3 separate regions of the Sus scrofa genome follow, and all the other regions are linked to region 2. A link is a contact called in public HiChIP or PLAC-seq data. All regions are on one chromosome and are shown on one strand. The core of a region is the stretch at or near the end of the contact, and the rest is flanking DNA. Distances in the headings are between cores, read along the strand shown. Region 1 overlaps B4GALT5 (beta-1,4-galactosyltransferase 5). Region 2 overlaps SLC9A8 (sodium/hydrogen exchanger 8). Region 3 overlaps B4GALT5 (beta-1,4-galactosyltransferase 5).

Region 1 (3,728 bases), core at 203-2,702, 140 kb after region 2:
CAGCAGATGCTGCTTCCACTTGTTGAGCCTTTCTAGAAGTGTTTTGCATATATCATCCTATTAGTTAACACCCTAGCTGTGTGAGACATAGATGTTTTAGAGATGAGGAAACCAAGGCTTGGAGAGGTGAAATGATGTGTTCAAGGTCATACAGCTTGCTCTAAGTTCAACCTTGCTTACTTTCTAGAGCCTGAGTTCTTGAATAAGCCTATGCCGCCTCTACAGTGTTAGGATAAATTTGATTAAGATAAGTTTGGCTTTTTAGGGCCACACCTATGGCATGTGGAATTTCCCAGGCCAGGGGTCGAATCAGAGCTACAGTTGCTGGCCTACAGCACAGCCACAGCAATTCAGGATCCTTAACTCACTGAGCTTGGTCAGGGATCGAGCCCGCGTCCTGGTGGATATTGGTCAGGTTTGTTAACTGCTGAGCCATGAAGGGAACTCTGATTATATTGTTTTACAGTCACTGTTTTTGATTCCTTTTGATTTAGGAAGAGGAAGTGTAATCTCAAAGTTATACTTGGAAGAAAAACAGATGTCATTAGCTGTGTGGAAACCCTTACCCTGAAATGACTGCATTACTGGAATAGGCCTAAAGAAGTAGGTGTGAAGCCTAGATTACCCCTCCCCCCCTCTTCCCCGACCTGGGCACGACTCCCTTTCCACAGAAAGGGCACTTTGAAGTATGAGGATCAAAACTTTTCCAGCTCCTCTTTGGAAACTAATGTGAAAATTAAGGCCTTAAAAAGTATATATAAGCTGTCTGATGCTTTTTTAAGGAAGAGCAGGTTGGAATTCTGCTTATTTCTCGGCCCATTTCAGTGCTGTTGTGTTTTCTTTTGTGGTTTTTTTTTTTTTTTTTTGCAAATGTAACGATGTAGCTAACTGTTGTGTTGGAAGAGGGTTTCTATCCCGTGGTTCTGCTTTTCTCCAGGTGCAGAGATAATTGTTTGCGCCTTTGTCTCCCTGTATATCCGCTCTCCTTTGTGACTGGTGTTAGGTTTTTATGAGGTAGCTCTCTGGAATTGGGGAACTTCCCCCAGGCTACTCCTTATGCAAAGAGTTGTTCTTTATGCAAAGCTGCAGGCCTGCCCTGGAGTCAGACTGGCCTAACCTCATTTGCACTGCTCGCTAATCGTGGAGCTGAGCTAATCATATCTGAGCATAAACACAGCCAAGTCCGTCAGGCTTTTTGAAAGTGGTGAGGAAATTAAGCTTGTTTCTTGCTGATACATAACCATGAGAATAGTAATAAGGATGGTTATACTTAGAATTCCTAGACTTCTAAAAATCAGAGGGGTAGAATTCTTTCTTTCCTCTCTCCCCTCCACCCCTTTCCTTTCACCCCCCCCCAACTCTTTGTCATTTAATCAGTCGTCAGGCTTATAGGCCTTTAGAAACACAGGTTATACTGTACGCATTGTGCTCTGTTTAGGACAAGGGGAGTTTGCCTGCCCTGGGAGATATAAACCTGCAATGAGTTATGGAGTCACACCTCCTGAGCTCATGTTTGCTGGTGTTGTGACTTTAGGCAAGTTCCTGAACCATTCTGTACCTACTTAACTTCACTTTCCTCATGGGATAATAACAGTCCCTACCTCACCGTTAAGTGCTCAGCAAGGTCCCGGCAGTGGTGAGCATACCCAGTAAATATTAGCTGCTACTGATTCACATTGTATAGGATCACAGCATGAAAGAGCTCAAGGGGATCGTCAAGGTTACTGGAACAACCTCTGTATTTTACAGACGGGGAAACGGAATCTGAGAGATGTTATGGGATTTCCTCACCAAGACTGGAGCTGATGCCCCATCTAGGTGTTATACTAGAAATGTCTACCAGCTCTTCAGGGATTCTCATCAAGTTGGCATAGATCAATGATGATAGGAAGAGACCAGGGTTTTTTTTCTTTCTTTCTTTCTTTCTTTCTTTTTTTTTTTTTTTTTTTTTTTTTTTTTGGTTTGGGATGAGGCTGAGTGGTTTGTGTATAAATAGAAAAAGCACACTCAACATACCTATTGTTTCTATAATGCAGACGCAGACTACAGTGTAGTGAATAAGTTTTAAAAAAACTTGGCAGGTGGAACTACACCAAAAATAGTGAAAAAGCATCATTGTAGGGGCCTAGATTTGAAACAGTTGTATTACTGCCTGTTATCCTTACAAATATGAGGTAAGTAGGATGTCAAGGTGGTTTGCTGCTGGGAGAAGCAGGTTATATGTATCTTTGAGGTGAGCAGAAAAGATAAAACAGGTGCAAAGGGCATTGTGGCTCTGTAATCAGAGTGTGTTGGGGATCATTACAGGTCAGTTACTGCTAGGGTTTTTGTTTTATTTTGTTAGGTATGTGTTTATTTTGGATTATAAAAGTATTCAGTGTTTAAATTTGGAAAATATCGGAGTTCCCCTTGAGGCTCAGTGAGTTAAGAATCCAACATAGTGTCTCTGAGGATGTGAGCTTGATCCCTGGCCTCACTCAGTAGGTTAAGGATGCAGCATTGCTGCAAGGGGTTGTAGGTTGCAGATGTGGCTGGGATCCATTGTTGCAGTGGTTGTGGCACAAGCTTGCAGCTCTGCCTTTCGTTCGACCCAGGAACTTCTGTATGCTGCAGGTATGACTGCGAAGGAAAAAAAAAAAAGAACTAGAAGGAGCTCCCATTGTGGCTCTGTGGGTTAAGAACCTGACTAGTATCCATGAGGAGGTGGGTTCAATCCCTGACCTCTCTCAGTGGGTTAAGGATCCGATGTTGCTGCATGCTGGCATGTAGGTCTTGGATGCAGTGCGGATCCCGCTTTGTTGTGGCTACGGTATAGGCCAGAGGCTACAGCTCCCATTCAACCCCTAACCTGGGAATTTCCATATGCTGCAGCCCTAAAAAGAAAAAAGAAAAAAGAAAAAAAACCCTAGGAAAATAAATACATAAACAAATTTGGAAAATACCACAAAGCTTAAAGAAAATAAAGACAGTCTAAAATCTCAACCCAGAGATAACTTACTGTTAACATTTTGGTGCTGTTTCTCTCTCTCTCTCTCTTTTTTTGGGTACGTGTATAATTGTTTCAAAAACACAATTGAATTCACCTTATATGTACAGTTTTATATACTAACTTAAAATAGTAAAACAATATAGAGACAAAGTGACTGTCACATTTTCAGTCCTTTAAGAAAATCTGGACTTTAACCATATGCCCGAAGAATGTTCTTTGGCCTGATTTTATGTAGTAGTAATGTCTAAAGGCTGATCATGTGGCACCTTTACTTTTATCAAAATGACTCATATTTTCCCATCTGTAGGAAGTCTCAGAAATGAAAATAATAATAATCCTCAGGGAAGTTTTGCCCTGGTTCAATAAGGACTGTTTAATCACTTACTTACTTAGCTCTTATCTACTATCTGTCTAATAATATTCTAGGACCAGAGTACAGTCATAATCTGCTAATTTATGTTAAATTAACTGGTGCCAGATAAAGCCGGGTAACTCCAGTTCATAGCAGAGAGCAATCCATTTTTGCCAGGAAAGATTCATTTTCGTCATATGCAGAAAGGAAAGCCAAACATTCAAGGAATATGAATTATAGACAATATAGAAATCTGAGGGTAAAGATTCTTCCCTAGAATATTTTGTGTTTCCATGAATTCATAAAGTAGAATTTCAGAAAATAAGCATGGTTGTTAAATAATGGCTACATGTATTGGACATACCAATCAGTGTACCTTCTTTGGGG
Region 2 (3,532 bases), core at 312-2,811:
AGGAGTTGATTTTTCTCCCCCCCTTTAAATACGGAGGGAAATGCTGAACTGGAAAAAGTTTTCTTCTTTTCCATTCTGTTTATTGGTACAACATGAGAAGCTGTCAGCCGACTCAACAGAGACTTTAGAATTCTGGACAAAGGAGTTGAAGGGAAAATTCAACAGGATGGCAGACAGACATGCCTGTCTCAGGCAGAAGAGGCTTTGCTGGCCATCTGGGGAACAAACTGCTCGTGGAGGAGGACCAGGGGCCTGTCTCCTGAGACACACGCAGGCTTAGGCTCACACACAAATGGTCTGGTGCCTGTTCCTGTTTTAAACATGATGAATTTGCTATAGCAAAAAAGGTGTCAGCAGCCTTAACAAGGCTCTTGGCTTCTCTGGCTGGAAAAGCTTATAGGTTGTTAAGCCACAAAATCAGAGCAGATAACTTAGAGGGAGCTCACTTCGAAAGTCTCTTTTCCGTCCTTCCAGACAAATACTTTCAGTAGGGCAGAGATTTTCTCAATTTGACATTTTCAAAGGAAATTAATGTCCAATTTTCCTAATGTGAAAAATGAGACGGCGGAAAATGAAATTCATCTGAATGCAGTTATTATTCTCTGGGAACTGAGAAGCCCCCCAAATCAGATCTGATATTCAATAGTGTACATGTTTTTTAAGCTTTGAAAAGTGACATCCTAAATTTGACATATTAAAATTTAAAATCCTTGAGTTTAAAGTGCTCTTCAAATCAAGACTAAACGTAAAAATCCTCCTTAAATATGACTTTAGACTAAAATTGGCCCCCTTAAGGAACTAGAGAAAATGATGAGAGATGGATGTAATTAAGAATAATCTTCTCAGCCACGCGTGCTCATCATATTAAAAGGATATTAATGCAGAGATTAAGCCAGTGAGAGTGCCGAGTGCTGCTGAGCCAAAGAACATTTTGAGGAAGTAGCCAAGGGCTTGCAAAAATGTTTGCCACCCACTGACATCTGACATATTTTTTCTTGTTAAACCTTCAGCTGTGCTAGGAAATAAAACAGAGACGTTAAAATGGTATAGACAAAGTTATTAGAAATTGACTTAGAACTCAAAACTTATGTCTGGCTTCTTCTCTCAGTCATTCATTGCATCACTCAATCCGTTCGTCAAACATTTATTTGTTCCCCCCTTTTTTTCCAGGCACTGTGTTAGTTTCTGGGGATTTGGAGATGAGAGCAAGACTCTGCCCTCAGGGAGCGGGCTCTACAGTCTAATGCGGGAGGGAAACAAGGTGGGAGCCAGGACCATCTCAGGAAAGAGCCAAGAGCTGCAGGAAACACAGAGTGGGCATCTAACTCTGACCCGTGGGGGTCAAGGAAGGCGCTTCATGACCCATGGGCTGGGTTTAGAATTCGGATAAAGAGATAACCAGGGGAAGAAATGAGGGATGCGCCCAAGGCAGAGGGAACAGCACGTGTGGAGCCAGAGGCAGGAGCCAGAGAATCCCTGCGGCACCGTCACCGAGAACCGTGACAAAACGCAGGGACCGGATGCGGCGGGGAGACAGGAGCAAGAGCAGCAGGCAGTGCCGGGCCCTGGGAAAGGCTTCTGGCGACCCAAGCTGAGGAGCGGGCACGTCAGCCTGAAGGCCCTGGGGAGTCACAGGGAGTGTTTTCAGTTCGGGGTGCAGGTGGGGGAGTGGGGATCCTGAGAGGGAAAAGCCGAAGCAGAGGCTGAGGCAGCGAGTCAGACTGGAACGGAGTCCCTGCTTTAGAGAAGCAGCAGTGTCAGTGGTGAGGCCGAGAGGCATCCGGAGCAAGAAGCGAAAGCAGAGGACTTGGCTTTCACTCTAACCGAGCAAAGTACCGTGTCGGCAGCCCTTAAACGCAATTGCTGGTTTTATCCCCAAAGGTAGAGCCATTACACCGTCAAAATGGAGTTACTCTCACTGACTCCCCTCCTCCTGGTGATTCCAGCTTCTCTCCAGTCCCCTCCCTCCCCTGCTTTCCTCCATCCCCGGCTTCTGCCTCTCGGCGCTCTCGCTGTACATCCTGGTCTTCCAAGAAGAACCCATTCTCCACTCGGTGGCCGGAATGATCCCTTGAAAACGCATATGTGATCAGGTCATCGGCCTGTTCAAAGCCCATGGTCAGTTTCCTGCTGCGTTTAGGAGGAGAGCCCGTCTTCTGCGCCTGACCTCTCCCTCATCTCCTCCTCGTTCAGGCTGGGCCCCACCTCCACTGGCGCCTCCCTCTAGGTCCTAGTTCACTCTTCCAGGCTCCAGCCGACTCCAGGCTGTTCTCAGAACACAGGGTCTGTGACACTTTCTCAGGGACACCAGCCTTCACATAGCCCAGCCCACTGAGAGGCTCTCCTGGTGCCTGGCTTCTCATCCACGCTGTGTGGAACTAATGAATAAGGACCAAGCCTGTGTCCATCTTGGTCACTGTCACATGTCCAGGGCCTAAGGCACAGCCCAGCACATAGAATATACTCAACAAATTTTTGCTGAATCGGTAAACAAAACAAAGACTTGTCAACAGTAATATTCAGCTTCATTAATCAGTGTTTCATGAATTGGTATTATTTTATTTTATTTTATTATATTTTATGGCCGCACCCGTGGAAATTCCTAGGCCAGCAGGATAATCTCTGATAAAAGGGTGGCTTGGTCAGATACCCTCAGCCTTTCATGGTGATTCATAGCACATTAAAACATAAGAAAGGTTCTGAGAAGTCCTGCAAAAAAGAACACTAACTTTTTTCACATAAAAGTTTTCTAAACTCAGAATTCTCTTGTGGTGCAATGAGTTATGGATCCAGTGTTGTCACTGCAGCAGCTGTGACTGTCATGGCGTGGGTTCGATCCCTGGCCTGGGAACTTTCACCTGCTGGGGGCGCAGCCAAAAGCAAACAAGCAAAAAAATGTTTTCCTAACTCACCTGAATGCCCAGTCTCCCCTCTTGCCCTTCTTTCCCAGCAGATCACAGGCTGACAGCCCACGTCGGGGAACACCGGGAAGCTAACAACCATTCTTATTGGGAAAGTGCTTTTGAAGGCTAAGATCTCACTAGTTCCCAAATGGGGTGCAGCCCCCACCCCATTTCATTACTCCAGTTGGGATGCTAGCTGGTGTTATGCTTTGTTTTCATACAAAGGGGGCTGAGCTCAGAGAGGGGCTAGCTGGTGAGGTCACACCAATGGTTATTAACAGCAGACTCAGAGCTGAGGCCAATGGCTTCTGAACCCAAGATAAATGAAAGTAGAATCTGGACTCTTTCTGGCCTGGTAATTTTTCGCTCATTTTATTTTTTCAGGTTATGTTTCTCACACCTTAAAGAATAAAAGATAGTGCTGCTTCAGGATCCATTTCATGAGCTTTAGCTGCAGCTGCAGAGAACAAAAGGTTTCCGCTACAGCAATTATTGTAAGAATAGATTGTCATAGTAACAAATCAAAGCTAAAAATAATTTAATTAAGGTTAATAAAGAAAGAGAAGGTACTTAGCTTTCTGGCACTCAGGAAAGTAAAAACATTAAAAATGGGGATAATTCACTGACAT
Region 3 (3,624 bases), core at 836-3,335, 190 kb after region 2:
ATCCTTAACCCACTGAGGGAGGCCAGGGATCAAACCCACATCCTCATGGATCCTAGTCTAGTTCATTAACCACTGAGCCACAACAGGAACTCCCAGAAAGTAATTTTCTTAACCATGTGCTGGTTTTAAAAATTCTTGGGAGTTCTCTTGTGGAGCAGTGAGTTAAGGATCTGGTGTTGCCACTGCAGTGGCTCTAATTACTGCTGTGGTGCGGGTTTAGTCCCTGGCCCGGGAACTTCCACATGCCGTGAGTGTGGCCAAAAAAAAAAAATTAAAAATTCTTGGATCTTTTCTTTCTCTTCCCTTCCCCTTCCCTCTTCCTTCCCTTCTTGGAATCTCATGTGGAATCTAAAGCAATGGCAAGGTATCATTATACCTTTTCTGTGCTCTGGGGCTTCTTGGACAGTTGTCTTCTTGACCTGACTCAGATGATGAGTGTTCTGAGTTTGGACATGACTAGTCAGGGTCACTGATCAGTCAGTTGGGCGTTGTGTCTCTACCCACCTTGGGAGCACACAGAGAATGCACACAGAGGAAGCTTGACCCCTTTTCTCCTTCCTTCTTGAGAAGTTCAACTGCTGTTGTACTTAGCCTTAATTTCTTTCTACACCCTGGGCAGAAAGCAGAACTCTGAAGTCTTAATGTCTTGATTTGCCGTTTTCCCCAGTAGTCTTGATGAGCTGAAGTGCACTGAGTGGAAAGCAGAGGAAAGGATCCCCAGCCCTTTTGGAAACACAACCTGCTGAAAAAGCACTGAACCGCTGCAGAGATTAAAACCCCGAACGTAGGAACAAGAATCTACTGTTTTCAGGCCTCTTAATTATCATTTTCCTCCCCCTTTCTGTGCAGAGGGCCCAATAGACATAAACATGAGTGAAATTGGAATGGATACCATCCATGAACTCTTCTCTAAAGACCCAGCCATCAAGCTTGGAGGTCACTGGAAGCCATCGGATTGCGTGCCTCGGTGGAAGGTAGGGGTGAGGTCAGACCGCAGGTACTGGGAAGCCTACCTGGGACTTGGTGTCTTTGGAATCCCCAAGGGTTTCACACTGACATTTTGTAATTTGCACCGTCCTTGCTACTTAATGCAAAATTGTTGCATCTGTCGGGAACATATTGGAGGAATGGGTTTCCCTAAGGGCTCTTGTGTAGCCACAGAAAGTCTTTGTTCTGGTGACCCAGCCGGACCCTTATCTTCCTCACAGAGATATTGGCTGAGTGGGGGAGTTGGCAGTGGTAGGTCTCCTATGAGGCAATTGCAGAAGCTGCCCCACAAATTCGGTACTTCATGCCTTATTTGGCAATCCTGCTGTGAGTTTAGTGGAATAAAAAGCCGAGTTGTCCAGCCCGACACTGAGAACTGTTTAGTTTCGCCCTGTGTGACTGTCGTCAGGAGACGTCAGGAGTGTGGCTCGATCAAGCCTGTGACACCAGCCGAAGTCCCTTCTTTTCAGCGAGTCTTTATTGAAGTACTTGGTCTGTGCCAGCCCTGTGAGAAGTTGTGGTGCAGCAATGATCAAAGCATGTCTGGGACAGGTCGGTGTTTCCAGCCCATCACCAGAATGTAAAATCAATTTAATGACCAGCATTTATGTATAAATATACGTCTGTCTGTGGATATGGTATGTATTTGTGTGCTGGGTCACAGTGAGTGTAAATGTGGGTTCTGGTCTCGGATTCATTCACAGCCCCACCGTGTGCATGTTATGGTGCCTGTAAAAGCGAGATTCACTTACTTCCAAGGGTCGACTTGCCAGCACAAGTCTTCATGTAGAGAAGTTAAGGAAAAGGCTGGTCCCCAATTCTGCAGGAGTGCCCTCCTCCCACGGCACTCCGTTGAGGGGACTAACAGGTGTCCTCTTTTGCTGTGACCCACGGCAGGTGGCAATCCTTATCCCCTTCCGGAACCGCCACGAGCACCTCCCGGTCCTGCTCCGACACCTGATTCCCATGCTCCAGCGCCAGCGCCTGCAGTTTGCATTTTATGTGGTGGAGCAAGTGAGTGGTCCTTCCTTCTCTCTTCTTTCTCTTCTGAGACAGCAGTTTAGAGTGCTTCAAGCCAGTCCGTCCTCGGTGTAAAGAGCCAGTAAAACTGAAATCTAATGATTGAGTCACCCAGCGGTAGGAAGGGCGCCAGAGAGCAGTTCTGTGCTCCTGGTTTGAGATGTTGCTCAATACCAGCAGATCTGAGTGCAGGATGGAACTTTGTTTACCCTTGAACAAAGGCCACTTGTGTGCTGGTTTTACTGGAGCTGCTTTGGGTGGTGTCTTTAGGCTCCAGACCCAGGAAATTCCCCTCAAGTTAAGATAAGGAGCCACAGGTAAAAATGGCAGTGTTGTTCTTCCTTCCCTCTGGGGCTGGGTACTCTCCTGAATGCTGTTATGTGGCTGGCTGGCTGCCTTTACACAGCCTTGAGAGAGAGGAGCTTGAGTTTATCCTTATCACTCCTTTTTATTTCTGAGGAAGTTGAGGCCAGAGGTCAAGTGACTGTAAGTCAGTGATGAGAGCGGCTGGACCCACCTCCCTTCTGGCAGAGGTCTCTCAATAAGCTCTCCTTCAGGCGGGGCTGAGGCAGCCAAGATCGCGCTTCAAGAGTCCTTTTAAAAATAAAGTTCTTCTTTTAGGTTGGCACCCAACCCTTTAATCGAGCCATGCTTTTTAATGTGGGTTTTCAAGAAGCAATGAAGGACTTGGACTGGGACTGTCTTGTTTTTCACGATGTGGATCATATACCAGAAAACGATCGTAACTATTATGGATGTGGACAGATGCCAAGGCACTTTGCAACTAAACTGGATAAGTATATGTATCTGTGAGTATCATTTCCTCCTAATTAAAGAGGTTAAATCTAAAACAGTGGTTGAGAGATGCAAAGATGGCAAAATCCAGTTAGCTCCGACCCGAATGTCCGTCAGCTGCAGAAAGGATAGATGAAATGTGGTACATCCATGCGCACAAGGGAATGCTATTTGGCAGTAAAAGGGAAGGCCGCACTGATATATGGGAGGACATGGATGACCCTAGAAAACATTACGCTCCGTGAAAGAAGCTAGACTGAGTACTGTATGGCTCCGTTTTTTGGTTTGTTGTTTTTGCCGCACCTGCCACATGCTGAAGTTCCAGCCAGGGATTGAGATGCCCATGCCACAGCAGTGACCCGAGCTGCTGCAGTGACAATGCCAGATATATGATTCCATTTATGTGAAATGACCAGAATAGGCAGATGAATAGAGACAGAAAAGAGAACAGTGGTTGCATAGGGTTGAGAAGAATGGGGGAAATGAGGAGTCACTGCTAATGGGGGGCCCAAGGCTTCTTTGGGGGAGGGTGATAAAATTAGTTAAACTTAATTATCAGAGTTTCCTGGTAGCCCAGTTAAGGATTCACCGTTGTCACTGCTGTGGCTTGGGTTTGATCCTTGGCCTTATGTATGCTGTCGGTCTGGCCAAAACATAAATGAATAAAAATGAAATGAATTGTGGCCATGGTTGCACAACTTAATGAATATACTAAGAACCATTGGATCATACACTTTAAAAAGGTGAATTATATGGTTTGTCAGTTCTGTCTCAATACAGCTATTATGTAAAATTAATTAGAAAAACGTTCAATTAGCTAGC

Evidence for each region. HiChIP or PLAC-seq counts read pairs in DNA pulled down with a chosen protein or histone mark.
Region 1: an H3K27ac HiChIP or PLAC-seq map of alveolar macrophages shows a contact between it and region 2. The contact joins two enhancer-like sites. A contact is called at or near these places in 1 of 47 Hi-C or Micro-C datasets (epiblast stem cells) and 2 of 2 datasets of contacts at active chromatin or transcription factors (alveolar macrophages and skeletal muscle).
Region 3: a contact with region 2 is called in an H3K27ac HiChIP or PLAC-seq map of alveolar macrophages. The contact joins two enhancer-like sites. A contact is called at or near these places in 1 of 47 Hi-C or Micro-C datasets (epiblast stem cells) and 2 of 2 datasets of contacts at active chromatin or transcription factors (alveolar macrophages and skeletal muscle).

What each region holds. Positions count from the first base shown.
Region 1 is chr17:51,309,990-51,313,717 of Sscrofa11.1, reverse strand. All of the region lies in intron 1 of B4GALT5 (beta-1,4-galactosyltransferase 5), which reads left to right. Among named protein-coding and RNA genes, the nearest start is that of B4GALT5, 23 kb to the left of the region's middle. Within about 2 kb of position 1,452, at least 23 of the 83 cell types and tissues checked have an H3K27ac peak or open chromatin away from gene starts, as enhancers often do. A contact at or near this core is called in alveolar macrophages and skeletal muscle, where this site is marked.
Region 2 is chr17:51,450,085-51,453,616 of Sscrofa11.1, reverse strand. It overlaps SLC9A8 (sodium/hydrogen exchanger 8), which reads right to left. Exons shown (of 17, transcript XR_002340027.1): 9 at 877-1,015. Among named protein-coding and RNA genes, the nearest start is that of IL29, 33 kb to the left of the region's middle. Within about 2 kb of position 1,561, at least 15 of the 83 cell types and tissues checked have an H3K27ac peak or open chromatin away from gene starts, as enhancers often do. A contact at or near this core is called in alveolar macrophages and skeletal muscle, where this site is marked.
Region 3 is chr17:51,265,507-51,269,130 of Sscrofa11.1, reverse strand. It overlaps B4GALT5 (beta-1,4-galactosyltransferase 5), which reads left to right. Exons shown (of 9, transcript XR_002340099.1): 4 at 850-1,539; 5 at 1,885-2,001; 6 at 2,629-2,816. Among named protein-coding and RNA genes, the nearest start is that of PTGIS, 67 kb to the right of the region's middle. Within about 2 kb of position 2,085, at least 24 of the 83 cell types and tissues checked have an H3K27ac peak or open chromatin away from gene starts, as enhancers often do. A contact at or near this core is called in alveolar macrophages, where this site is marked.